Linked DNA regions of Mus musculus: regions 1, 2 and 4 are each linked to region 3. A link is a contact called in public Hi-C and promoter capture Hi-C data. All regions are on one chromosome and are shown on one strand. The core of a region is the stretch at or near the end of the contact, and the rest is flanking DNA. Distances in the headings are between cores, read along the strand shown. Region 1 overlaps Mycbp2 (MYC binding protein 2, E3 ubiquitin protein ligase). Region 2 overlaps Mycbp2 (MYC binding protein 2, E3 ubiquitin protein ligase). Region 3 holds the start of Scel (sciellin). Region 4 overlaps Mycbp2 (MYC binding protein 2, E3 ubiquitin protein ligase).

The links. Promoter capture Hi-C pulls out the DNA fragments that hold promoters and counts their contacts. A called contact is a pair of places that touch in the nucleus more often than the background predicts.
Region 1: a Hi-C map of bone marrow-derived macrophages shows a contact between it and region 3, with 18 read pairs. The contact joins the enhancer-like site here to the promoter of Scel in region 3. A contact is called at or near these places in 12 of 39 promoter capture datasets (the 3T3-L1 cell line, 3T3-L1-derived adipocytes, the C10 cell line and 9 more), 1 of 484 Hi-C or Micro-C datasets (bone marrow-derived macrophages), 3 of 115 datasets of contacts at active chromatin or transcription factors (bone marrow-derived macrophages, effector CD8 T cells and embryonic forebrain) and 3 of 9 other capture datasets (adipose tissue, liver and macrophages).
Region 2: a contact with region 3 is called in a Hi-C map of bone marrow-derived macrophages, with 16 read pairs. The contact joins the enhancer-like site here to the promoter of Scel in region 3. A contact is called at or near these places in 8 of 39 promoter capture datasets (3T3-L1-derived adipocytes, the C10 cell line, embryonic stem cells and 4 more), 1 of 484 Hi-C or Micro-C datasets (bone marrow-derived macrophages), 1 of 115 datasets of contacts at active chromatin or transcription factors (embryonic basal ganglia) and 3 of 9 other capture datasets (adipose tissue, liver and macrophages).
Region 4: a promoter capture Hi-C map of pre-B cells shows a contact between it and region 3. The contact joins the enhancer-like site here to the promoter of Scel in region 3. A contact is called at or near these places in 9 of 39 promoter capture datasets (the C10 cell line, embryonic stem cells, hematopoietic stem and progenitor cells and 5 more), 2 of 484 Hi-C or Micro-C datasets (bone marrow-derived macrophages and embryonic stem cells), 1 of 115 datasets of contacts at active chromatin or transcription factors (embryonic basal ganglia) and 3 of 9 other capture datasets (adipose tissue, liver and macrophages).

What each region holds. Positions count from the first base shown.
Region 1 is chr14:103,113,022-103,119,225 of GRCm38.p6, reverse strand. It overlaps Mycbp2 (MYC binding protein 2, E3 ubiquitin protein ligase), which reads left to right. Exons shown (of 85, transcript NM_207215.2): 83 at 1,078-1,185; 84 at 2,006-2,171; 85 at 4,991-5,815. The coding sequence ends at 5,106. Among named protein-coding and RNA genes, the nearest start is that of Fbxl3, 17 kb to the right of the region's middle. Within about 2 kb of position 4,050, at least 45 of the 459 cell types and tissues checked have an H3K27ac peak or open chromatin away from gene starts, as enhancers often do. A contact at or near this core is called in bone marrow-derived macrophages, where this site is marked.
Region 2 is chr14:103,183,871-103,189,481 of GRCm38.p6, reverse strand. Mycbp2 (MYC binding protein 2, E3 ubiquitin protein ligase) reads left to right here. Exons shown (of 85, transcript NM_207215.2): 49 at 868-983; 50 at 3,801-3,898; 51 at 4,534-4,650. Among named protein-coding and RNA genes, the nearest start is that of Fbxl3, 87 kb to the right of the region's middle. Within about 2 kb of position 2,866, at least 14 of the 459 cell types and tissues checked have an H3K27ac peak or open chromatin away from gene starts, as enhancers often do. A contact at or near this core is called in bone marrow-derived macrophages, where this site is marked.
Region 3 is chr14:103,509,241-103,515,655 of GRCm38.p6, reverse strand. Scel (sciellin) reads right to left here and starts at 2,315. Exons shown (of 31, transcript NM_022886.2): 1 at 2,188-2,315. Gm34907 (a long non-coding RNA gene) reads right to left here. Exons shown (of 7, transcript XR_003951026.1): 6 at 6,365-6,415; 7 at 3,037-3,915.
Region 4 is chr14:103,154,538-103,160,101 of GRCm38.p6, reverse strand. It overlaps Mycbp2 (MYC binding protein 2, E3 ubiquitin protein ligase), which reads left to right. Exons shown (of 85, transcript NM_207215.2): 58 at 3,335-4,978; 59 at 5,187-5,356. Among named protein-coding and RNA genes, the nearest start is that of Fbxl3, 58 kb to the right of the region's middle. Within about 2 kb of position 4,206, at least 25 of the 459 cell types and tissues checked have an H3K27ac peak or open chromatin away from gene starts, as enhancers often do. A contact at or near this core is called in bone marrow-derived macrophages and pre-B cells, where this site is marked.

The DNA.
Region 1 (6,204 bases), core at 2,801-5,300, 400 kb after region 3:
ATAATTACTGTGCAAACATTATAAATGACTATTGTGCTGCTACTAGGGTAACAGCCACGTGCTTAAGAAGACACAGAAACCTGAAGCAAGCTAGAATCTGCAGGGTGACCTGGCATATCTGGCACACTGGAAAGCCACATTTAGCTAGCAGATGAGCATTTATAGACTCTGTGTCCGATGGAGCCTGCCTTCTGTCCTGTTTTTCTAGTACAGATAATAGATTGATATTGACTCACCTTGTTTACTCTCAGTTTGGACCTAGCGTTTTGACTGTAGACATACAGACCATGCAAATTGTCCCAATTTCTTGGCCTCCTTTACTTTGTATCCAAACAAGTAAAAATAAATTGGCCATCAACATAGTTGCATTCATTCTGGTGCTTATATTAGATATTTAGTTTTTGAATATAGAGTAGACTTACAAGTATGAACAGTATTCTGAATACAATTTCTTAATTTTTTGTTCATTTCAAAAATTGTGTGATCCGAAGATGTTTAAACTGACTTTTTTGTTGCTTTCTTATTGAACTAAGAATTTTAATTCTGTTCTAATTTATGCCAGGCACACTTAATTGTATATAATTGTGACTTAGGACTTGATGTGCGTGTTTTAAGCAATAGAAGGGAATATGTTGTGTAAGATTTTAAAATGAAAAAACTCACAACTTTTCCCAGAAAAAGCATCATTTGTATTTACTACTTGATACCTTATTCCTCATACTTGTTTGAATATTGTATATCTTCTCATCATGTTCCTTTAATAGCATGATTTTTAGATGTTCTCCTTCTGAAAGAAGAATGTTCACATTCCAGAATTGAAATTATTTTTAAGCCAGACGTGGTGGTACACACCTTTAATCCTAGCACTCAGGAGACAGAGAGCTACACAAAGAAACCTTGTCTCAAAAACAAAATAAATAGATAATGAATGACTAGCTTCATGTGTACCCCTGATTCTCCCTGCAGTCAGCAGTGTAGACACGGCTTGCTTGGCATTGTGAGGGAGTGTTGCATAGTCACTATGGCCACACAGTCTCCCCCATGCTGTTGCTTCATGAGCACATGGTTTCTCCACAGGCATACTTTGGTGGTGAGGCTCGCTGTGATGCTGAGGCTGGACAAGGAGATGATTACGACCCCAGAGAGCTCATCTGCGGCGCCTGTTCCGATGTGTCCAGGGCCCAGGTAGGCAGACGCTAGACAGACACACCAGACGCTAGACACGCCAGGAAGCCGCCACTGGGCCTGAGAGACACCACTGACTATCCTCCAGGGAACCCGAGTTGGGTTCACAGCCCCTCAGCAGGCAACTCATAGCCTTCATAACTCCAACTCTGGGGGCTGGGCAGCCTCCGAACTAACATACAAGCACTTACACACAGTTTAAAATAGTAAAATTAAACCTTTTTTAGTCAAAATTCTGTCTTTAAAATAAGATTGATCTCCACGATCCCTGCCCTGACACCCATGTAGTCTCTTCTGACACACTTCAGGGTTGGGCATGGGTTTCCAAGTGTGTTCATGATGTTATTTCTTGTTAATATTCTCATTGTGTAGTTGTCATTTCATGAAGTGAGCACTATATTTAAGCAATGGGAACATTTACTTATTTATAACCCTGTGCTCAAGCTTTTAGGCTTTCCCATCTTTAATGAAGTGTTCACAGGACCTATGGACTTGGTGGAGAGTAAAATATTATTGGGCAGCTTTCTAGCCCAATAAAGCATTGATGAAGAAATGTAGTTTCTTATTAATCAGATAAACTGTGTGGGAGACCGAACTTAAACTTGAGGCTTTGGTTAGATCTTTTGGAACACACATTTACTCACTGATCTTTGAACCTATGCCATTGCATTTTCAGTCAGCTTTTAAAGCTACATGTGCTCTCATAGTATTGATTAACAAGCTATCCACTTCTTAAATTTACTATACATGTCTTCAGCTATCATAAGTGTTGTTGAAATAGCTCACTATAACCTTGTGTTTCCCACGTCTTTTGATATAGATGTGTCCCAAACATGGAACAGACTTTCTAGAATACAAGTGTCGCTACTGCTGTTCGGTGGCTGTCTTCTTCTGTTTCGGAACAACACATTTCTGTAATGCTTGTCATGATGACTTTCAGAGAATGACCAGCATTCCTAAGGAAGAACTCCCACACTGTCCTGCAGGTAGGGTTTAAGTCTGAGAGCTCTGTTTCTAGGGTCAGTTTATGGTTCCTGAATAAGGTAAGAAGTTGAGGTCATGTGTTAGGAGCTCTACTGGGACATCCAAGAGCAAGAAAAATTAGAGGAAGCAAATAAAAGCAAGCCATGTGATGTTTAATGTCTTAAATCCTTAAATTCTTGGCAGAATCATGGGAAAGGATTATGTTTTAATTCTTGGGGCAGGGAAGGGAGATGACTTAACTGTGGTGCCTTGCATATAGTAGCAAATACCAAGCCCTGAACAGAGTCTTTGTAGTTTTTACTTGATGACAAGGTCTCAGGAAATTGCCCAGGCTAGCCTAAAGTCACTCTGTAGCCCAGGCAGAGGCCCCAAACCTGCAGTCCTTCTGCCCAGAGTATGACTGGATGGGATTACAGGCCTCTCCATCAGGCCCAGCTTGTGATGTTTTGGGCTATTGGGGTCTTTTTTTTTCCTCTTTAGGAAGATTTCCATAAAATAGGAAGAAGATTTGAGGTAGAATACCTAGGAAGTGGCAGCAGAGTTAGAACCAGAAAGCTAAAAAAACTAAAATATCCACGAAAAATACAGAGGAAACCACTGTCCTTGGAGATCAGGCAAAGAAAACAAATGAACACAAAACCCAGGAGTCTGAAAAAAGAATGTCAGATGTCAGGAACCTTAGCATCATAGGGGGGAAAAGTGATGGGTTGGGAGAGAGAAATGAGATTGGAGGAAGAATTGTATGTGAGCTGAGTGTGGTTACTGTAAATACACGCACACATATGGTGATGGTAGCTTTGCTGAAGCTCTGAAGCACACCCTCCCACTATGGCTTCTTAGGATACAGATGGTAGGTCCCCTCAAGCAGGGCAGTAACTTCACCCTCAGTCACAACCCGCAGTCCTAACCATGCTATATACCCACTAACAAAGAGACTACAAAAGGGCAAAAGGCTAAAAATAGATTAAATAGACAAAATATATAGATAAAATAGACAAAAAATAGATTTTTTTAAAAAGGCAAAAAAAAAAAAGGCAAGTTTCTATTCACTGTTGAGAATTGGGCCAAAATTTTAGAGCCAGGAGAATGAACAGGTGACTGGTAAATAACCCTGCAACACTCTGACTTATGTGCAATATGTTGTCATTTGTTTGTGATCTTTATTAATTTGTAGCAGACTGTGAAAGAAGCAAATGGAGACTGTTCTGAGAGGGCAGAGTGTTAGGGAGTCAGGAAAGATGAGAGCCATGACAGTGAGGATGAGGAGTGAGGAAAGGCAGGGTGTTAGGCTGACTGTCAAGAAAGATGAGAGCCATGGCAGTGAAGTGGCGTAAAACAGCGAATGCAGTGAGGACCACAGACAATCAGAGATGATCTTTCTCAGAGAGAAAGGAGAGCACTCAGCAGAAGCTGTAGATCAAAGTCTGGAAAGAAACAGGAACCAAAAGAAAGTCCATCATGCTTCCAGGCCTTATGACATGGGAGGAGCCCAGAGGACAGGCCTTATGACATGGGAGGAGCCTGGAGGACAGGCCTTATGACATGGGAGGAGCCTGGGGGACAGGCCTTATGACATGGGAGGAGCCAGGACAGGCCTTGTGACATGGGAGGAGCCTGGGGTCAGGCCTTGTGACATGGGAGGAGCCTGGGGGACAGCCACTTGCAGTAGAAAATTTAAAGGCAGTGTCATCAGGGAAAACCCAACTTTTACTGGTTATTGAAATTGTATTTTCTTAAAATAAAAATTCTAAAAATGATGAAGTTTGCAAAGAAGTAAGTGAGCTAAAGGACACAGTTGTGGGGCATAAGCTGAGATGAGAGCTCAGGCCAAGGCTTCCACTGCGAGGGACTGAGTCGGGCTACATGGAGGACTTTGTCCTTACTCAACTTCACTCCCAAGAGTAAGTTAGGGTGGGTCTGTGGTAATGCTGGTTAAGAGCATCACACAGCTACACTGTGCCGTTACTAGCATATCATTTAGATATTTAGATAGAAAAGGTCAGGTTTTGCTTTGACATTTGTATAAGCCTTCTTGATTTCAAACCTGTGTCTTTCCCACAGTGTTTCCAGATGACTACAGTCCGTTACGTTATTGTAATGTTCATGTTTTAAACTCATCTGGACTTTGCTTCAGATACTTAACAAATGGCATTGTCAGTCTTACCATTTTGGTAGTGTGCAATTAGTTTCTCTTCAGTGAAGGTAGATAAAGGTGAACATGGTTTATTTATAGTAAGTTTGATTTTACTTGTAAAAAAAAATACACACACCGCCCCCCATGGGCTGGAGAGATGGCTCAGTGTCAGCACTGACTGCTCTTCCAGAGGTCCTGAGTTCAATTCCCAGCAACCACATGGTGGCTCACACCCATCTGTAGTGAGATCTGATGCCCTCTTCGGTGTTTCTGAAGACAGAGACAGGGTACCCACATACCTGAAATAAATCTTTTAAAAAAAATCCCCCACAAAAATCTGGTTTGGGTTTGTTTGTCTATTTGTTGATGTAGAATAGTTTTCTGCTAGACTAAGGTTAGAGATTTTTGTGACTGATTTTGATCATTGCTCCTTAAAACTTTCTAGCTCAGTGATCCCCTGGGTAGGATGTTATGGTCGGGGGCCATTTTACTTCCTGTTACATGCATACATGTGTGTATAATGCTGAAGCTTGCATGGGGAACATATCTGTACTAAGAAGAAAATTGTTTTTAGCTTGTTAATTCATAGACATGTTATTTCTTTGAATAACTTGATTTTTATTCACATGAAATTTATGTGCATATTTTAAAATTACATTTTTTTAACCTCCTTCAAAATGTATACAGGTCCCAAAGGCAAGCAGCTAGAAGGAACTGAGTGTCCACTCCACGTTGTTCATCCGCCCACGGGGGAAGAGTTTGCTCTCGGGTGCGGCGTGTGCAGAAATGCTCACACGTTTTAGAACTTTCAGATCCTTTGTCTATGGAGAGGATAGTTACCTTCATCCACCGGGAGGATGCAGTGAACTTTAAGCTCTGCTCAGGATAAGAACGGGACCATTTTACATCGAAAATGAACCATTTACAGTGCAGGAATGATGCCAAATACCGTGTACATAATTCTTGCTACGAACGTTTCCCCTTTATTTTGGTTTATCTTCTTTGAACCAAGACATCAAACTTGTGAGGTGTTTGCATGTGGCCATTCCCGTCACTGGCCTGTGACGCACTGGACATTTATAGATAACTGATATAGAAGGATCTCCATGCTCATGGACTGAGAAGGATGCTGGCTTTCAAGCAAAAGAAGAAAAAGAATCACTGTTTATTGTATACTGCCTTTTTGTAATCCTGTACAATTGCATCACGGGTGGGTATAAAAAAAGGAAGATTCTGGTTTCTTTCCTAGACTGTTATTTAAAAAAAAATTGTGTTAGTAAGGCCTATAAATGTAATAAGTATCAGACTGTATATAAAGCTATCAATGTTTGTCCTGTATAAGAATTACTAAATTACAAAAGCAGTTTCATTTAAACTTCTAGGTTAAGTTTGAGCCTGAAATTTTAATGAAGTGCAATACTGAGTGTGCCTCATTATCTTGCAGCTGTAAACATATTGGAATGTACATGTCAATAAAGCCACTGTACATTTTTATACAGTGATAAAGTCTAATATTTGTGTAAAGTATTTTTTGAAAAACAATTTAAACAACTTATGAAGCCTAAAACCCACTTATAACACGCTCATAGCTCTCCTGGTTTGGAAAATAAAATATCAGTAAAGCACACTGATGGGATCTTAAACTTAACTGGGTAGAAAGTCATGAAAATAAATATCCAAAGCTGTGTCTTCTCAGAGACACATATGCCAAAGGCAGAGGTAGGCACTTAGGAAATGAGTGTGCATCTGTCTTGGCCAGAATTCTGCCTTTTGCATAATTTATCAACATAAGTGCACTAGTTTTTAACTTCATCAGACTCCCAACATATGTAGGCACAGCTTTCCATTTATTTGTTACCTTTTTATTTTGCTGACATATGGTTAGATTTTTTTTTCCATTT
Region 2 (5,611 bases), core at 1,617-4,116, 330 kb after region 3:
AGTAGGAAATAGGAGCTTTTTGTTAAATATGTTAATATTGAAATTCCAAATTACTTCTCATATCTCTACTTCATATTTAAGTAGAGATATAGCTGTGCAGCTGCAAATAGTTTGAAGTTGAAGGGAAAAGTGCATGTAGGAGTTGTCTTTATAGAAATGGTACTTAACATTAATGGATGGCAATAGTTGGCCAGCTAAAAAGATGATTCAGAGAATGAAGATGGACATCAAAGCCTGGTCATTCCATGAATGAACGAGAATCAGAAGAGAAGCCAGCAGCACTAGAGAAAGATGAGTAGTGAGGAAGAGGAAGGCCAAGAGAAGGTCAGAAACCAAGTAGACAGTGTTTCAGCAAGGAGCACTATCAGCTCTGAGACGCTGCTAAGAGACTGCCAAGGAGGAAGAATTCAGGTTTAAAATTGTAACGTGCTTTATAGTGATAAAAGAGCCTGGTAGAGTAAAAGAAATAAGTGATGTGTGAGAGAAAGTGATGCTGCTGAGGAGACCACATGCCCATGGGAAAAACCTGTCTTTAGATAAGAACCGCATTGCTCCTTCCACTGTAACCTGAGAGAGAATGAAGGAAAGAAAATTGGTTTTCCAGTCTGATTATTAATGGAGATTATAACCAGTTGTTTCTATTTCCACAGAAGGGAAAAGGGAAATCATGATGAGCTTAGAGTGTGAAGGAGACGTAACGGGGCTATAGGGAAAGAGTGAAACTCAGGTGTGTGTGAGCTGAGGAACATGCCGTGACAGCTACAAGGTTGCAGGCAGTGTGCTGATGCAGACACAGTCACTGAAGTGGTAAATGACGGTAACTGCATAATCAAAAGTAAACTTTTTGCTATCCACTTTTTAATTCAGGCCCAGTGAAAATATGCTTATTCGTGTCAATAACGATGGGACCTACTGTGCAAACTGGACTCCAGGGGCTATCGGGCTCTACACTGTTCATGTGACCATTGATGGCATTGAAATAGGTAAATAGAGTGTTAAGTAAGAAGTTGCTGCAAAGAACTAGAATTAAAATCATCCTTGTATTGTTTACCCTTGTGACATACATATAAATAGGTTTCATAACATCTTTGTGGCTTCATTTTCTCCTTCATAGTGAGCAATTCATTAGGACATTGCATAGATATTATTTGAGTATGATTTATGTGATCACTCATTGGGGCTGTCATGAGCTCCCCCACTTTCCTAGTGTGTCAGTGAGGTATGATTCCCTCCTTATCTCTGTGTTATCCTGTGTATGCCACGCCCCCACCCCCACCCACCCTGCCACAGCAACCTGTACCTACCATCCTCACCTGGTAGGAGCAGACGCCATCTATTTGACAGGTGATCTGGTTTAGATAGGGGTCTGGCAGAGAGTGGCTACTTAGCACACATTGCTAACTAAAAGATTTTATTTCTCACTAGTTTTGGAAAAAATACTGATTTTTCTATAATGTGTTAATGCTTCATTGTATAATTTCCATGTAAAAGAATAACAGTAGAATGAAAAGTGTCATGTATGGATGTTGTGAAAGGGTGACTATAATAGTAACATAACATCAGAATACCCTTTAGGAAGTTGTGCTGTAAACCACTTATGTTATCATTGGAAATAAAAAGGTTATTTGCATTTTGATATTTAGAAGTTATAAGTATTCAATCAGATATATAAATTATAATGCCTTTCATTTTACCACATTGCTAAAACCTTTAGGTCAGCACACATTTACTTAGTGCTTAGCAAAACTTGGTTGTAGAAAAGATAATTTTATCAAGCATTAAAGACTTATGTGTTGCTGAGATTAAATAGGCAACCTTATAATAACTTATAAGTGATTTTAAGTAGATATAAATACAGACTTGAGCAGGAATTTCCAAGCACTGCTGCCACCCAGATGCTTGTCCTTTCACGTTTCTTTCAGCATCATTCAGATAGCAAGGGGACAGAGCAGTCTGGATGTCCACTGATAGGCAATGAAAATGTGTGTTCTACAGTAGGGTTTTTCTCAGTTGTAAAGAATGAAATTAATAATTTAGCAGGAAAAATGATGGGTCTGGAAAGTATTACACTAATTGAGGTCATCCAGATTCTAGAAGAAAAAGCAATTGCCCGTTTTTCCTCATACAGAGATTACAAGCGTTAATGTTAGGATGAGGAAGAGTAGGCTGTGACCTAGATAGGAGACCATGAAGGCAGCACGTGGCCGAGAAAGGCAAGGGAAACAAGAGGAGCCCTGATAGGCAGTGTAGAGGAGGTACTCAGAGAGAGTTCTTCTCCTTAGGTAGATGGCGTGTGGAATCTGGCACACAAACTGGAAAGGCAGAGAGACTTGAGGTCATAGCCTTTGTTTGCCATCTTTGGCTCCTTTATTTTCAAAAGTGAGAGCAAAATGGGGAGTGGGGAGGGAAGCAGCAAAGCAGTTTGTTAGGGCTGTTAGCTTGGGGTTAGTGGGACTCTAACGGTGGGTTGGCTGTGTCTCTGATTCTGTTGCCTGCTCTTGGGACTCTTTGCCTTCTGTTGGGTTGCCCTGTCCAGCCCCCATATGAGGGCTTTGTCTTTGTCTCTTGTTTGTCCTGTTAGGTTGTCTTGGTTTTTGGAGGTCTGCACTTTTCTGAAGAGGAAACGGGAAATGGCTAAGGGGGAGGGGGGAAGTGAGAGAAACTAGGAGGGTTGGAGAAGGGAAACTGTGGTCGGGATGTATTGTATGAAAGAAGAATCTATTTTCAATATAAAAAAGAAAAGAAAAACAAAAATACCATAATGAATTGTAATCCTTGCTTTGAAAAAATGAAAAGTAGTGTGACAGTGTGTGTTAGGAATGGCTTCAGTAGAGTCTTCAATCTGATACAGCAGTGAGTGCAGATACTGTTCTGTATTGAAGCTGAGATGGGCACACATATATGTGCAGTCATCCTTTTACTTTCCTACTCACTTCTACTATTTTTTTTTTTTTTTGTCCTAACTCTGCTCTTTTTCAAGCTGTCTTCAATCTAGGACCTTTCTTGGCCACAGACAAGGGCAGATAATAATAATAATAATAGCTAATGTTATTGAATACTTAATACATGTACATTGTTGCACAGATATTTTATGTCATTTAACTCTCATAGTGTGAGGTAGCTAGTATTGTCATTCCTGTCTCCGAGCACTGAGTGGTCCAGCATGAGGACGTGTCTCTCACCTACTGTGTTATCACACTGCCATCCAGGCCTCATGCCAACAGTCACAGAGCTTCCATGGTGGGAGGTGAATAGTGTTCTCACCTGTCTCTGTGCTAGTCATAGCACGTGTCAGAAAGCCATGCCTTATTATTATTATTATCATCATTATTATTATCATTATTATTATTTTGAGTTTGTTCATGATCACTCGATGTGCTCCTATTAAACACTTCAGGAAATGCTATAAAGTGCTCTTTGGGAATCTCAAGACCTCATTTAAAATTTTTTTTCCATTTTTCCAACTTAGTATCAATCACCTCTTTTAAAAAATGTAAAATTCAGGTATTTGTCTTCATTGTTCAAGACAGTCTATGATGTGGGGCTGGAGAGACAGCATAGCCATTAAGAGTGCCGAATGCACTTCCAGGACGCTTGCTCTCCTGTCTGAGCACCTACATGCTGGCTTGCTACACCTGCAGATCCAGTCCTCTACAGGCCTCAGGCATGAATGGGTGACCAGACATACATGGTGGAAAAAACCATATACATAAATAAAAAGTAAAATAGCCTATGATGGGCTAGATTTCCCATCCTTTTACCTGAGTAGTCAAATGTTAATTACACTACTTTTCTTACAGATGCTGGCCTTGAAGTAAAAGTCAAAGATCCACCAAAGGGGATGATCCCCCCAGGGACTCAGCTAGTCAAGCCGAAGGCAGACCCCCAGCCAAATAAGGTCAGTGGAGGACAAAGCAAAAGTGGAGTTGGTCAGAGACTGAAATTTTTCATGCCTCAAAGTAGCTCTCAAATATCTAATATTTTACTTGATTTATTGTAGTATTTTAATTTCCAGTATCCCTAAATCAGTCTGAAGAGCAGTTCATAAGAATTATTCCTCTCAAATTGTACAATTTTGCTTTTCTGGCTTCTATATATTTTTTATTGTTTTTGAGTGTTCTGTTCATGCTTATATTAAAAGTATACTATTAACAGAAAGTCTACTGAAATTACATGTGAGAATTCAAGGTTAAAACATTGTTTCATTAAAAGAAACATTAATTTTCTTATATCTAAAAACTAGCTAAAGGAATTTGAATAAACTATTAAAAACTATGAGAATGTAATTTATATTTTGACCTTCTAAAAAATCACCTTTTATTTTTTGTTATATATCTTCATTACTTAAAGTGGGTAATCATAAATATATTAATCATTGATATCAAATATTCTCACGTACTTAGAGGTCTACCTTCACTGCTGTTTTAAGGAAACCAGCTCCAGAGGACTGTCAGGACATGCTGAGATTGTACTTCTTTTAACTGTATTGAGTCTGTGCTTTCTCTGCCACTGTCAAATCTGTTCTTTTCTCAGATTCGAAAATTTGTGGCCAAGGACAGTGCTGGTCTCCGCATCCGGAGCCACCCTTCCCTTCAGAGTGAACAGATTGGAATAGTGAGAGTCAATGGAACTATCACTTTTATTGATGAGGTAATTAATAAGTATGAGTAGTTTATTTTGGACAGAAAATCTTTTTGATATTTGCATAATAACAAGGAAACTATGTTTTAATGTTATTGGGTTCTAAACAGTTTTGGAACTTCTTTATCTAACTTATTACCAGTCCCTTTGGGGTTTTTTCCTTACAAAGTATTTTAGTCATATTGATTTCCTCTAGCAACTGCTCCCAAATACATCTCCCCTTCCCAACCTACCCAACTTTGTGTCTTCTTTCTGCTTTTTATTATTACTTAGTCACTTTGTGTGGGGGGTGTTTTGCCTGCATGAATGTCTGTGCACCCGTGGAGGTCAGGGAGCAGCCTCAGATCCACTGGGACTGTAGTTGCAGATGGTTCTGAGTCTCCAAATAGGTGCTGGAAATGAGACTCAGGGACTGTGTAAGGGCAGCCAGTGCTCTTCACCAGTGAACCATCGCTCTGGCACTTCTTTTGTTCTTTCATCCCACTGAGTCCAAACTGTGCTGGCCCTAAACTCTTAATGGTCTTCACTAGAAAGTGTTCCACTAACAGGGGCTGTACCCTTAAGGACAACTGACTCTCCCTCTTCCAGAAACTACCAGTTGCCAATAATTTCTTAGATGGGGTGTGGGACCATTCTCCATGCTAGGATTTTGTCTGACTTGAACTCTTGAGGGTCTTGTTAATGCTTTCTTAACCACCATCAGTTCTTGTGTGTCAGCTGCACTGTCTTGTCATCATCTACCACCCGTGGCCCGTACAGTCCCTCCTTATCTTCTTCCTGAATGATTTTTGAGACTTGGGCAGAGGGAATGGGAATGTGCTGTAGATGGCCCACTTCAGACTGAGCAGTCTCTTCCCTGCATCTTGAACAGAAGTGGGTAATCATCACGATCTGCAGAAAAGCAAAACACAAACAGACAAAGCAGCTGCTGAGGTTGGGTAGATACGCTCGCATCTATAGGCCAATTGGG
Region 3 (6,415 bases), core at 1,066-3,565:
ATGCCTCCAGCACACCAGACAGTATGTGAAATCACGTTCCCTTGCGGTGACCGTCTGGCGGACCATACGCAGTTAATTCCACAGTGTGAACTCAATCATTTAAAGCACACTTCTGTTTGGCTTACAAAGTTCCCAGGAATGGAACCCTCCAGAACAGCCATCAGCATTCTGACTCAAGTCAGGGAAGGCAGCCCAGTAAACAGAACCTAGGGAATGGCAGCTGAAGAGAAGACGATGCTGATTGCAGGGACCCGACCACAGCCTTTACATGTGTACCACACAAGTTCACACCAAGGGGCCGGTGGCTCTTACTAATTAACCCTACAAATATAGGAAATAGAAAGACCAAGTCCAAAAGCCACTAATCAAAAATGCCTTTCTATGCCAAATGCACACCACATACATTCTATTCTGTCCTTTACTGCTGGCAAGGACACTCTTGCTTCTGTGTCACTACATAGAGTCCTTATATAAAGATACAATTTAGTTCATTCTGCTGCTGCTTGTTACATGAAAGAACTCTGGAAACTCATTGAGAAAATCTAATAAGACAAATGGTGGAGATCTTACTTCATGTTCTGGTTCTGCCACTCTGGGCCTGGAAGGTTGCCTAATTCTTATTCCTTGTCTTCCTCATCTAGAATATTCAAAGGGTAGAGCCAAGAGACCTGCTTTGAAAACCAAGTAAAAAAGCCAAATGCGGTAGCGTATATTTGTAATCTCGGCATCCCTGCAGTAAGATGGGAGGAAGAGACTGGACAATCAGCTACAAGCTCAGGGGCCAGACTGGAAAACACCACACACCAGAAACAAAAGAGAGATGCTACCTCAATATGGTGGCAGGTTCCTGAAAATTGTCCTCTGATCGCCACATGCATGCTATGGAATACACACACCCATACTCGTTCACCCCCCCCCACACACACACACACAAAACACACATACACATACTCACACCCCTTTCAGTTGAAAAATTATACCAGTAGGTTGCTAAGACTTACATGCACCTAAATTTCTATACAATTCTGAATTGTTTCCATGTAGTCTCTGTATATCTTGACATTTAAAATCATCCAACGGTCTTTGTAAACTCTTAACTGCTTAGTTTTTTTTTCCCCCAACACTTTAAATACTAGAGCGTAGCCTTTATCAGAAAAGCCATATCTGTCTCATCAGCTACAGAAGTGAAAGCCAGTTTTCAATTTCATGAAAATAAAACTGTAGCCCACTCATGCTGTCCTTGGGCATTCTGTTGACTATTCTTGTTGGAAAACAAAGGAATCAAGCTCTTCTGTAAATCTTTGGGACTTGAGCACTGACACATCTCAGCTATTCTAAGATTTTGGGTAACTTGGTCAGTCATAGGAAGCAACGAAACACCCAGTTCTTCAATAGAGCCAGGTCTTCAGGAGGAAAGAGTTGCTAACAAGCTATGTCTGATTTCTGCTGTATATCATAAACATAAATGATCTAAAAAAAAAAGTCAGACAAGCCAGCTGACTTTTCAGGAGTAAGAAGGGCAGAGAAGTTGAAATTACTTCTGTCTACCTTAAGCCAGTCTCCAGCTAATTCAAAACATAATATAGCAAAATTGGTCATGTGCCCACAACCCCCATGAAGAATCACACATCTCCACGTCGCCCCCTCCTTACTCCATCCCATGAATCTCTTATGTAAGCAAGGGGGATTTTCTTATTTGGAGATATTAAGGTTGAATGGGTTTGCAGTTTTTGTCACACTTGAGAAAAAAGATATTACGCTATTTGTAAAACCAATAAAGTTTAATATTTCACTAGAAGCATCACTTATGAAAAACAGAAAGCTCTCTTTTTATGAAACAGTTTTATAGTCACTGGAGAAAACAAACCCGTGAGTGCCGAGTCCTTGATTTAAAAGCTTTATTATTTCTATGAGAAGTAGGATTCCAGGACACCAGCTCCAGTGGGAAACGCAAAGAGCTCTTCGTATCTGTAATGCCGTGATGTGTACAATGGCCAAGTTAAAGACCGTGGAAACTAGAAGTGTAGAGCTATTGGCACACAGGCTACTCATCATAGGCTGTCAATTTAGAAACAAGTCAAAGAAGACACAGACAGCCCTGATCTGAATCATTTGGAGGGGCAACAGAAAAGTTTGCACAAACCACAAAGCAGCTGTATTCGTCTCTGCAAGCAGAATTCAACTCACCTTTCTTGCGCAGGAACCCGGGACTCTTGGCTAACTGGCCCGCAGTGATTCCCCAAGTGGATCCGGCTGAAACAAATGTGCACCTGGCGCTTCCTGGGTGCACTTCCCACCTCCGCTCGCCTGTTAATGAACAGCTTAGAGGCTTCTCTCTCAACACTGAGTCACGCAGGGAGGAGGCAGGCCGTGTGAAAGAGGGTGTCACCCTGTACAAATACCAGCTCAACAAAAACAGTCTCATTCACAGGACGGCTGTCTCTGTGGGGAAGTTCTTCAAATAACTCGTGGTTATTTGAAATGTTCCTTATCGCTCTTTCAACTGATCAACGCACAATACTGGCAAGCAGGCAGCCCAGTCAACCACTTGTAAATGAGCCTTTTAAAAAGCAAAGCAGAGCTGGAGAAGCAGAACTGGGAATCTCTCTTCCCTCCCACCCACCCCCCTCCTTCTCTCTCTCCCTCCATCTACTACTTGGGGTGTGAAGTCACAGACATGTGTACCAGGAGCAGACTGCCCAGTTGGGAAAGGAACATTTACATGAACTCTGGGACCAGAAGATGTAGGCAGAATCCATTATAGAAAGTCCACATTCCGAACATTTTTATACAGACATCAAAGGAATAGCACACCCCAAATGTAAGAATCTTAACCCTTAAATTATTTCACAATATTTAAAAAAACATTTTAAAGATGGTCAGCAGAACCGCTCCGTGGTAAAGGCTCTTGTGGCCAAGCTTGTTGATCTGACTTTAATCTTTGAGACCCACATGGTAGAGAGAGCAAACTGATTCCTGCAGGTTGTCTCTGACCACGCGCAGACCCCAACATGCATATCCAAACACACGCGCACCAATGATTCAATAGAATTTTAATTAACGTTTAATGTGGTAAGAATAGTTGAAGCTTCTTTTCCAGCTGATGGTGGCATAGATTCCTGCATCGAAGCTCCTTCTGCTGCTGTGAAGAAAGAACACAGAAGGACATCCTGGTGAGTACAGTGGGGGTGTCTGTGGGGGCTCCTCTCTAACAGGCTCTGAAGTGAACCTTTCACAACAGCAAGAAGGATTTAAGGGAGCTTAGCTTTCGGGAGCTTTGCTCAAGGGGACTGGATCATCTGTTTCCTGGGTCATCTCAATTCATCAGCACACCAATAATTAACCTCCTTAAGATGGCTCCTAAAAACTGTGTCAGGCTTGGCTGTGTGTATGACAAGAATAACAAGAAGGAGAAACATCCACGGGAGGGGGCCAGGCAACTGCAGGATGGATTGAAGCTGGAGATCTCCTGGATGTTCATTTCTCAGTTCTAGGCTGAGGGGTTGGAAATTCTAAAGCAAAGACTGTTTTCACAGTGAAACATATAGTCCTGACTCATGATGTACAGAATATATGTATACATGATTTTGCTTGTGTGTGTGTCTGTTTGCACACATGCACATAGGTGCACATGCATCTGTGTACACATCTCATATGCTAGAAGTTAACCTCAGGTGTCTTTCTCAGTTGTTCTCTACCTTATTTTGTGAGATGGGTTTCTTGCATCAGATCTCATTCTGGGCAACCAAGAGCCCCCAAGGACCCATGTGTCATTGCCTCCACTACCACAGGGCTGAGGCACAAGGTACACCCCCACTGTACTCACCTTTATGTGGGTTCTGTGGACCTGAACTCAGGTCTTCATACTGGTACTGCAAGTGATCTATTTACTCATCTCCTTAGTCCCTAAAATATCTTTAAAATAAAATTTAAATCTTTGTCAGGGTGTTATAGTAAGGTTAGATATTATTAATATCCATGTGAAAGTTTGAAAAGAAGATGTGACCCATTTTTTTTGTGGATATTTTCCTTATTTACATTTTTAAATCTTTTTCCCTTTCCAGGTCTCCCCTTTAGAATCTCCCTATGCTATGCCCCCTCCTCTAGCCTCTATGAGGGTGCTCCCCCACCTACCCACTCCCATTCTCTCCTCCTGGCATTTCCCCTACACTGGGGCATCAAATACCCTCAGGCCCGAGGGCCTCTCCCCTCACTGACCAACAAGGCCATCTTCTGCCACATATGTGGCCAGTGCCATGGGTCAATCCATGTGTATTGTTTGGTTGGTGGTCCAGTCCCTGGGAGCTGGGGGGTCTGACCTGTTGACACTGTTGCTCCCTCCATGGGGCTGCAAACCCCCTCAGCTCCTTCAGACCCTTCTCCAACTCCTCCATCGGGGAACCCTGAGCTCAGTACAATGGTTGGCTGCAAGCTTCCTTCTCTCTATTTGTCAGGCTCTGGCAGAACCTCTTGGGAGACAGCTATATCAGGCTCCTGTCAGCAAGCACTTCTTGGCATACACCCTAATGTCTAGGTTTGGTGGCTGTATATGGGATGGATCCCCAGGTGGGGCAGTCACTGGATGGCCTTTCTTTCAGTCTCTACTCCACACTTTGTCTCCATATTTCCTCCTGTGAGTATTTTGTTCACCCTTCTAGTAAGCACTGAAGCATCCACACTTTGGTCTTCCTTCTTCTTAGGCTTCATATCGTCTGTGAATTGAATCTTGAGTATTCCGAACTTTTGGACTAAAATCCTCTTATCAGTGAGTACATACCATGTTTGTTCCTTTGTGACTGAGTCACCTCACTCAGGATGATATTCTCAAATTCCATCCATTTGCCTAAGAATTTCATGAAGTCATTGTTTTTAATATCTGAATAGTACTCCATTATGTAAATGTACCACATTTTCTATATCCATTCCTCTGTTGAGGAACATCTGGGTTGCTTCCAGCTTCTGGCTATTATAAATATGGCTGCTATGAACATAGTGGAGCATGTGCCCTTATTACATGTTGGAGCATCTTCTGGGTATACGCCCAGGAGTGGTATAGCTGGGTCCTCAGGTAGTACTATGCCCAATTTTCTGAGGAACTGCCAGACTGATTTCCAGGATGTGACCCATCTTATACAAGATCAAGCCAATAAAAATCCATGCAGAGATTGGGTAGATGGTGTCCAGGCCTCACTCGATACTGAGGAGTTATTGGCACCACAGAGTTCCTGGGGAGGGAGAATCATTGTTTATTAATAATGGGGAAGCTGATAGGTTTTCCATGCTCCAACAGATGGTTTCACACCCATGCACTTATGAGCAACACTAACTGGACTTAATATATTATCAAAAAAATGAAAGAGAAAATAGAAAAAATTGGAAGGGGACATGGCAGTAGGGTTGAAAGGGACAATGGGGGTAGATATGATCATATTTCATTGTGTACAAGGTTGAGGTACTCAGAAACAAAGAAAAGCTTTTAAAATAAAAAGTAAATAAAGTTATAGTCAGTGTTAGAACTTGGTTAAAATTGTGAGGATAAACAGTTACAAACTATCTTGTATGGACAAGAACTAACTAACTTCCAGAATGTTTAAACATATGGCTTTGTCCCTCATAAAATACAGTACCAGAAAAATAGGGTTTTGCCTCATAAAGAAAACTGTCCAAGGTACAGTTGAGGTATTTGAGTTCACAAATAACTATTTCTTTGTGTAGTTAGCATTTCTCCTCCCCTGTGCATCAGGACACCCAGTTTACTAAGCAAAACCAGTACCTTTTCAATTCTGATTCAAAAGAGGACTCATTCTAAACACGTAAGCAAAACCCAGACTTCTTCACACCCAACAGGTATACTTCAGCATGACTGTCTACAGACTAGAATTCCAAGGAGTGTACAGAGGCCAAACACAAAGTGTGTGGGTGTGGCGGTGGCCAGGGAGGCATGCCCTTAGTTTCACTCCAGCCTGAACTGCCTAAACCCTGAGAATTCTTAGAATAACTGGGCTTGGTCAGGCTCACTGCGCGGTGACTTCTCGAAAGGTAAGCTCAGAAGTTGTCATGGCAAAGGTCTGGTGTCAGGCGCCTACGCCAAATGATTGGCCGTAGCTGCCTAGAAAAATGGAACAAGGCTTTGAAGAAAAATCCAGACTCAACAAGATGAACCATAGCACTGTCCACCGTAGACCATGGATCCTGTCTTGGACACTGGAGTGCCATGTTGCTTTGTCTGTATGTTGTATCTAAGGAAAGCACCAGCTCCCAATTCTACATAATATTGGAAGGGGAAAACATATATATTGTACTTCTAACTGCTCTAAGGAGTCGTCACACATTATTTTAATAATTGTTATTAAATGATTTTTACCTCATCATCTCAGGGATGCTCCAAAACTGATAAAGACAAGTCATCACTGGT
Region 4 (5,564 bases), core at 2,957-5,456, 360 kb after region 3:
GAGATTGTCCTCTGATATCCACATGCACACATGCCCACACGCACACACACACACACACACACACACACACACGCGCGCGCGCACACCACAGATAAATAAGTATGAAACAAAACCTTTAAGAAAAAAAGAAACATATAAATGGTAAAAATTAGTACAATAAATAGGACCACAAATCAGATTCATGTATGATATATAGACTATCAGGTCATATAACCAAATAATATGCCATATAGTATGACGTATTTATTAATATAGTATTACTTGTATCATATCCTAGCATGATATTATATGCCCTGATTATAATTTTGCTAATAAAAATGATATTAATGATTTAATGAATAAATCCTTCCTATTTAACATGTTCAGTAACATTTAATTTGGTTGACTATACAACGTTTTTAGCTCATTCTTTGTAAGGATTCCTTATAGGTTAAAATTTCTTTCCTACTATTTAAGTTTACATATTATAAACATAATTATGAAAACAAATTAACTTCTGAATGTGAAGGTATGTGTTGTCCAATAATTTTAATGAAGTATTTGGGTTTTTTTGTTGTTGTTATTTTGGGATATCAACATGATAATTTTTAGTAACACTTAATACATGCTGCAAAATTACTTGAAAGCCAGATGAAAATTGTAAACAAAAATTAGCTCACGGGTTTACTACCCTTAAAATTCTCTTTAAAAGTATTTTTAAAAACATTTTGAAGATCTATGTTCTTTAAAAGGATTTAGTTGTGATTTGATAAATACATCTTGGGAAGAAATTCTCCATCATTACTTATGCACTTGAATTCCAACAGTTATTTGTTTTCACTTATAGAACTCAAGAAAATATCACCTCTACTAGAGACATGGTTTCTAGCCCTCTCAGTGTACACATGTGCATATATAGGACAAGTGATGTTCCCAGTACTTACAGGTTCTATTATGTAGCCAACAACTGTGGGTGTGTACATTGTACAACAAATCCAGTATTGTGGATTCACACACTCCTGTGATAAGTTAGGACTCACCTGGAGCAGCTGTAGTTAATCTTGCCAGAGCCCTTCTAATTAAGTAGGAATCCTAAACTCGAAGTTGCTCTTTTCTATGAATTAGAAAATTCAGTTAAAATTTAATTTTGAAAGGATTCTAAATATGAAATGTACTACTTGTTTACTCTGATTCCTCGATATGGGTTGTGCAGCTCCTAAGATAAGTTAAAGGTGATTTAAAACCTTCCATCTCTCTCCTGAAACATGCAACAACCACAAACACCCTAGTAACCAAGTGTAGCAAGCTTAAGATTGGGAGCTAGGGCTAGGCTGATGCTAATTCTACCAAATATAATGCATTTGTTATAAATTTTGCTCTATACTAGTACAAGGTCAATAAGGTAAAACAAACAGCAACATTGACCTTTTGGGGACAATTTGCTAGAGCTTGTTTGTCAGTTACTTCCGGTAATCTTTGTTCTCCTAGTTAGCATTGACACTTTGCAATTTTTATTTCTCTTTACAAGTGTATTCTAATCACAAAATGTATTTTGAGAACATTAAAAAAAAAATGAGCATATAAGGGCCAATAGCAAAACAAAGGAGAGACAGGGAGGGAGAAAGAAAGAGGGAGGGAGGGAGAGAGAGAGAAAGTGAGCACAAAACCAACTTGCATGTTTAAGAAAGAAGAAAATTCATGATGGAGTAGAAATAGTGTTCAAAATACTTTTATTCTTTCAAAAGAACTATTTAAAATTTGTTTGCTACATATCGGAATGTTGTAGCTGAAGTAAATGTTTGTTGTACCACAGTGCTCTCCAAGGGCTTATTTTGCCCTCTCATTTCACTACAGAATTTTTCATCTTGATTCTAATCTTACATGATTGCTGTCACATTTGCTGTGACTATTAAAGAGTGGATTCTCAGAAAATCTGAATGTGTTGGATAGCAAAAGGAAAGAAAAGAAAAGAAAAGAAAAGAAAAGAAAAGGAAAGGAAAGGAAAGGAAAGGAAAGGAAAGGAAAGAAAAGAAAAGAGGAGGAAGAAAAATGAGTATATATTGTTCTTCCAACAAACTGGTTGAACAAAATGTCATATTCCAAGACTGAATCGCTGAAGGGTCAATGACACAAACCGGACCTGGATTATTTTCCAGAAGGATGACAAATTCTGTAACACTTACTGCTCTCACATAAAGGTGACTGCAGTATGACTTCATACACAGGCAAATCAGAGCACTTCTCTGCAGCACCTACACTTACTCCCATCTCCTTTTGGGGGGAAAGAGAGAAGAGGCTGTGTTTATTACCAGGAACCAATTCTGTTTCCTAGGACCTCTTTTCTAAACACATAGCTTTGTAGCTAGCTGCTTTGCTTTTTCATGACACTTGAATAGCTCCATCAGATTGCTCTTCTTCTAAAACCGTCCTTGCACTACAAGCAAGAGTGCTTTTGTGGTTGTTTGCTTAAGAAGGAAAAGTAATGTAAATCTGAACCACCAGCTAGGGACACAGCCTGACTGTATTGCTTCAAAGAAACCATAATATGCAGAATAGTGAAATTAAGGGAAGGCCGGGATACCCAAACCAAATGGTATCTGTGTAGAATTATCTAGGGATTTGCCTTAGAAAGAGGTTTTGGATTTTTTGGTAGTTGTGGTTTGTTTCTGTTATTCTCTAGGCATGAAGAGCCCAATTCAGACTTGTAGTACTCATGATGAAGATCCTATGGTTTTATGTCAGCTAAGCTACTAAGATCTTAAGATGAGCACTGTTTTCATATAACAGAGAGAGTGACTGGCTTACATGCTAATACACAACAGCTTTAGGACTTCCATACTTTATTATTTCATTGTAATCAAGACATTAAACTACGATGTCTCCTGTATAGAGCTCTTCACTAACCTAATTGTATTTATTTTTTACAATTGAATACAATTGAGTTTCTTTGTTCAACAAGACCTATGCTGTTACCCTAAGTATGCTAAGTTTCACTCTCCTGAATATCGTAACTTGATTATTTTTGTATGGAGGATATTTTTCAAAATTTAATTTTTAAAGTAGTTATTCTCTTTCTTGTCTCTTGCTGAATTTAAATTCTAATTAGTTGCATAAGGGCTGTGGTTTATATATGTAACACTAATAGCTCATTTGGGTGAATACATACTGTTTATTCATATAAACATGTATTGTTGTAGCATGTGTAATGATAGAGTAGAAATTTTATGGAAAATATTTTCATTTTATTCTTAACATGTTTTGTATATGTGATAAGTAGCGTAAATTTTGTAGCTTTTCTGTTTTAGTGTTTATGTTGCATTTTATTAACAAGTTCACTGTGAAATGGATCATGCAGGTGACAGAGGAACTATCTCAACATCTTCAAGACCAGTGTCCACATCAGGGAAGTCAGAGCTGCCCTCTAAGCACAGCAGGTCAGTTAAACCCGACGGGCATGTGAGCCGGACTCCTGCTGACCAGAAGAAGCCACGGGGGACAGAAGGCTTATCTGCTAGTGAATCCCTCATGTTAAAATCTGATGCTGCAAAGTTGAGGTCAGACTCCCATAGTAGGTCCCTGTCCCCTAACCATAACACTCTGCAGACACTGAAGTCTGATGGGAGGACGTCTTCTGGCTTCAGGGCCGAATCCCCAGGACCAGGCTCGAGGTCATCCTCCCCTAAGCCCAAGCCTCTGCCGACTCCCAGGTCTAGCCCATCTGGTGCAAGCTCTCCACGCTCCTCCTCACCACAGGATAAAAATCTACCTCAGAAAAGCACAGCTCCTGCTAAGACAAAACTTGACCCACCTCGGGAACGTTCCAAGTCAGACTCATATACACTTGATCCAGATACCCTCCGTAAGAAGAAAATGCCCCTCACAGAACCATTAAGGGGGCGGTCCACATCACCAAAACCAAAACCAGTACCAAAGGATCCTAAAGACTCCCCAGGGTCTGAAAACAGAGCCCCTTCTCCCCACGTAGTGCAGGAAAACCTCCACAGTGAGGTAGTTGAAGTCTGTACTTCAAGTACTTTAAAAACAAATGGTGTCACGGACAGCACCTGCGATGACAGCGGTGACTTGAAGAGTGTGGATGAAGGTTCAAATAAAGTGCATTTCAGCATAGGCAAAGCACCGCTGAAAGATGAACAGGAAATGAGAGCATCACCCAAAATAAGTCGGAAGTGTGCTAACAGACACACCAGGCCCAAAAAAGAAAAGTCTAACTTCCTTTTCAAAGGAGATGGAACCAAATCTTTAGAACCAGCCAAGCAAGCCATGTCCCCGTCTGTGGCTGAGTGTGCCAGAGCCGTCTTTGCCTCTTTTTTGTGGCATGAAGGCATAGTACATGATGCAATGGCTTGTTCTTCCTTCCTGAAATTTAATCCTGACCTTTCCAAAGAACATGCTCCTATAAGAAGTAGTTTGAATAGCCAACCACCCACAGAGGAAAAGGAAATCAAGTTAAAAAATAGACATTCATTGGAAATATCGTCTGCTCTGAATATGTTTAACATTGCACCTCATGGCCCAGATATATCCAAGATGGGTAGTATCAACAAAAATAAGGTCTTGTCCATGCTTAAGGAACCGCCTCTCCATGAAAAATGTGAGGACGGGAAATCGGAAGCCACTTTTGAAATGTCCATGCATCACACAATGAAGTCGAAATCTCCACTTCCTTTAACATTACAACATTTAGTGGCTTTCTGGGAAGATATCTCTTTGGCTACAATCAAAGCTGCTTCCCAGAATATGATTTTTCCAAGTCCTGGTTCCTGTGCAGTCCTTAAAAAGAAAGAATGTGAAAAAGAGAATAAAAAAACAAAAAAGGAAAAAAAGAAAAAAGAAAAGACAGAAATTCGGCCAAGGGGCAATTTGTTTGGTGAAATGGCCCAGCTGGCTGTAGGAGGGCCAGAGAAAGATACCATCTGTGAGCTGTGTGGAGAATCCCATCCGTACCCAGTGACATATCACATGAGACAAGCTCACCCAGGTAAGCTATTTTGTGGTGTGTGTATATATATGCTTTAGTCCTGATAAGCTACATCCTCTGAACTATATCACATATGTACACCTTTTAAACAGTTAGGTACTTGCTCGGGATTTTACTTTGAAAAGATGCACCTGTTGCTGATATAATATCACTAGTGAAAAATCAAAGACATTCAAAATGTTAAATGTATGTCTTATTTTTTTTCAAGGTTGTGGCCGATATGCTGGTGGACAAGGATACAATAGCATTGGGCATTTTTGTGGAGGATGGGCTGGTAACTGTGGTGATGGGGGAATGGGAGGAAGCACTTGGTACCTCGTATGCGATCGCTGTAGAGAAAAATACCTCCGTGAAAAACAGGCCGCTGCAAGGGAAAAGGTATTTTTACTACATTCAGGCTATATTATTTATGATATGGATTAGTTGTATGTAAGTGATACTAAAATTCAGCTTATATAACGAAAATGAAATACTAATTCAATATTAGATAAGTAACCTGTTTCTAATGTAACAGATAGATACAAATGGTATGTTGACGGATGTTTGTGATGTCGTCTTTATCATTGTCCCCGGCACTACAGATGTA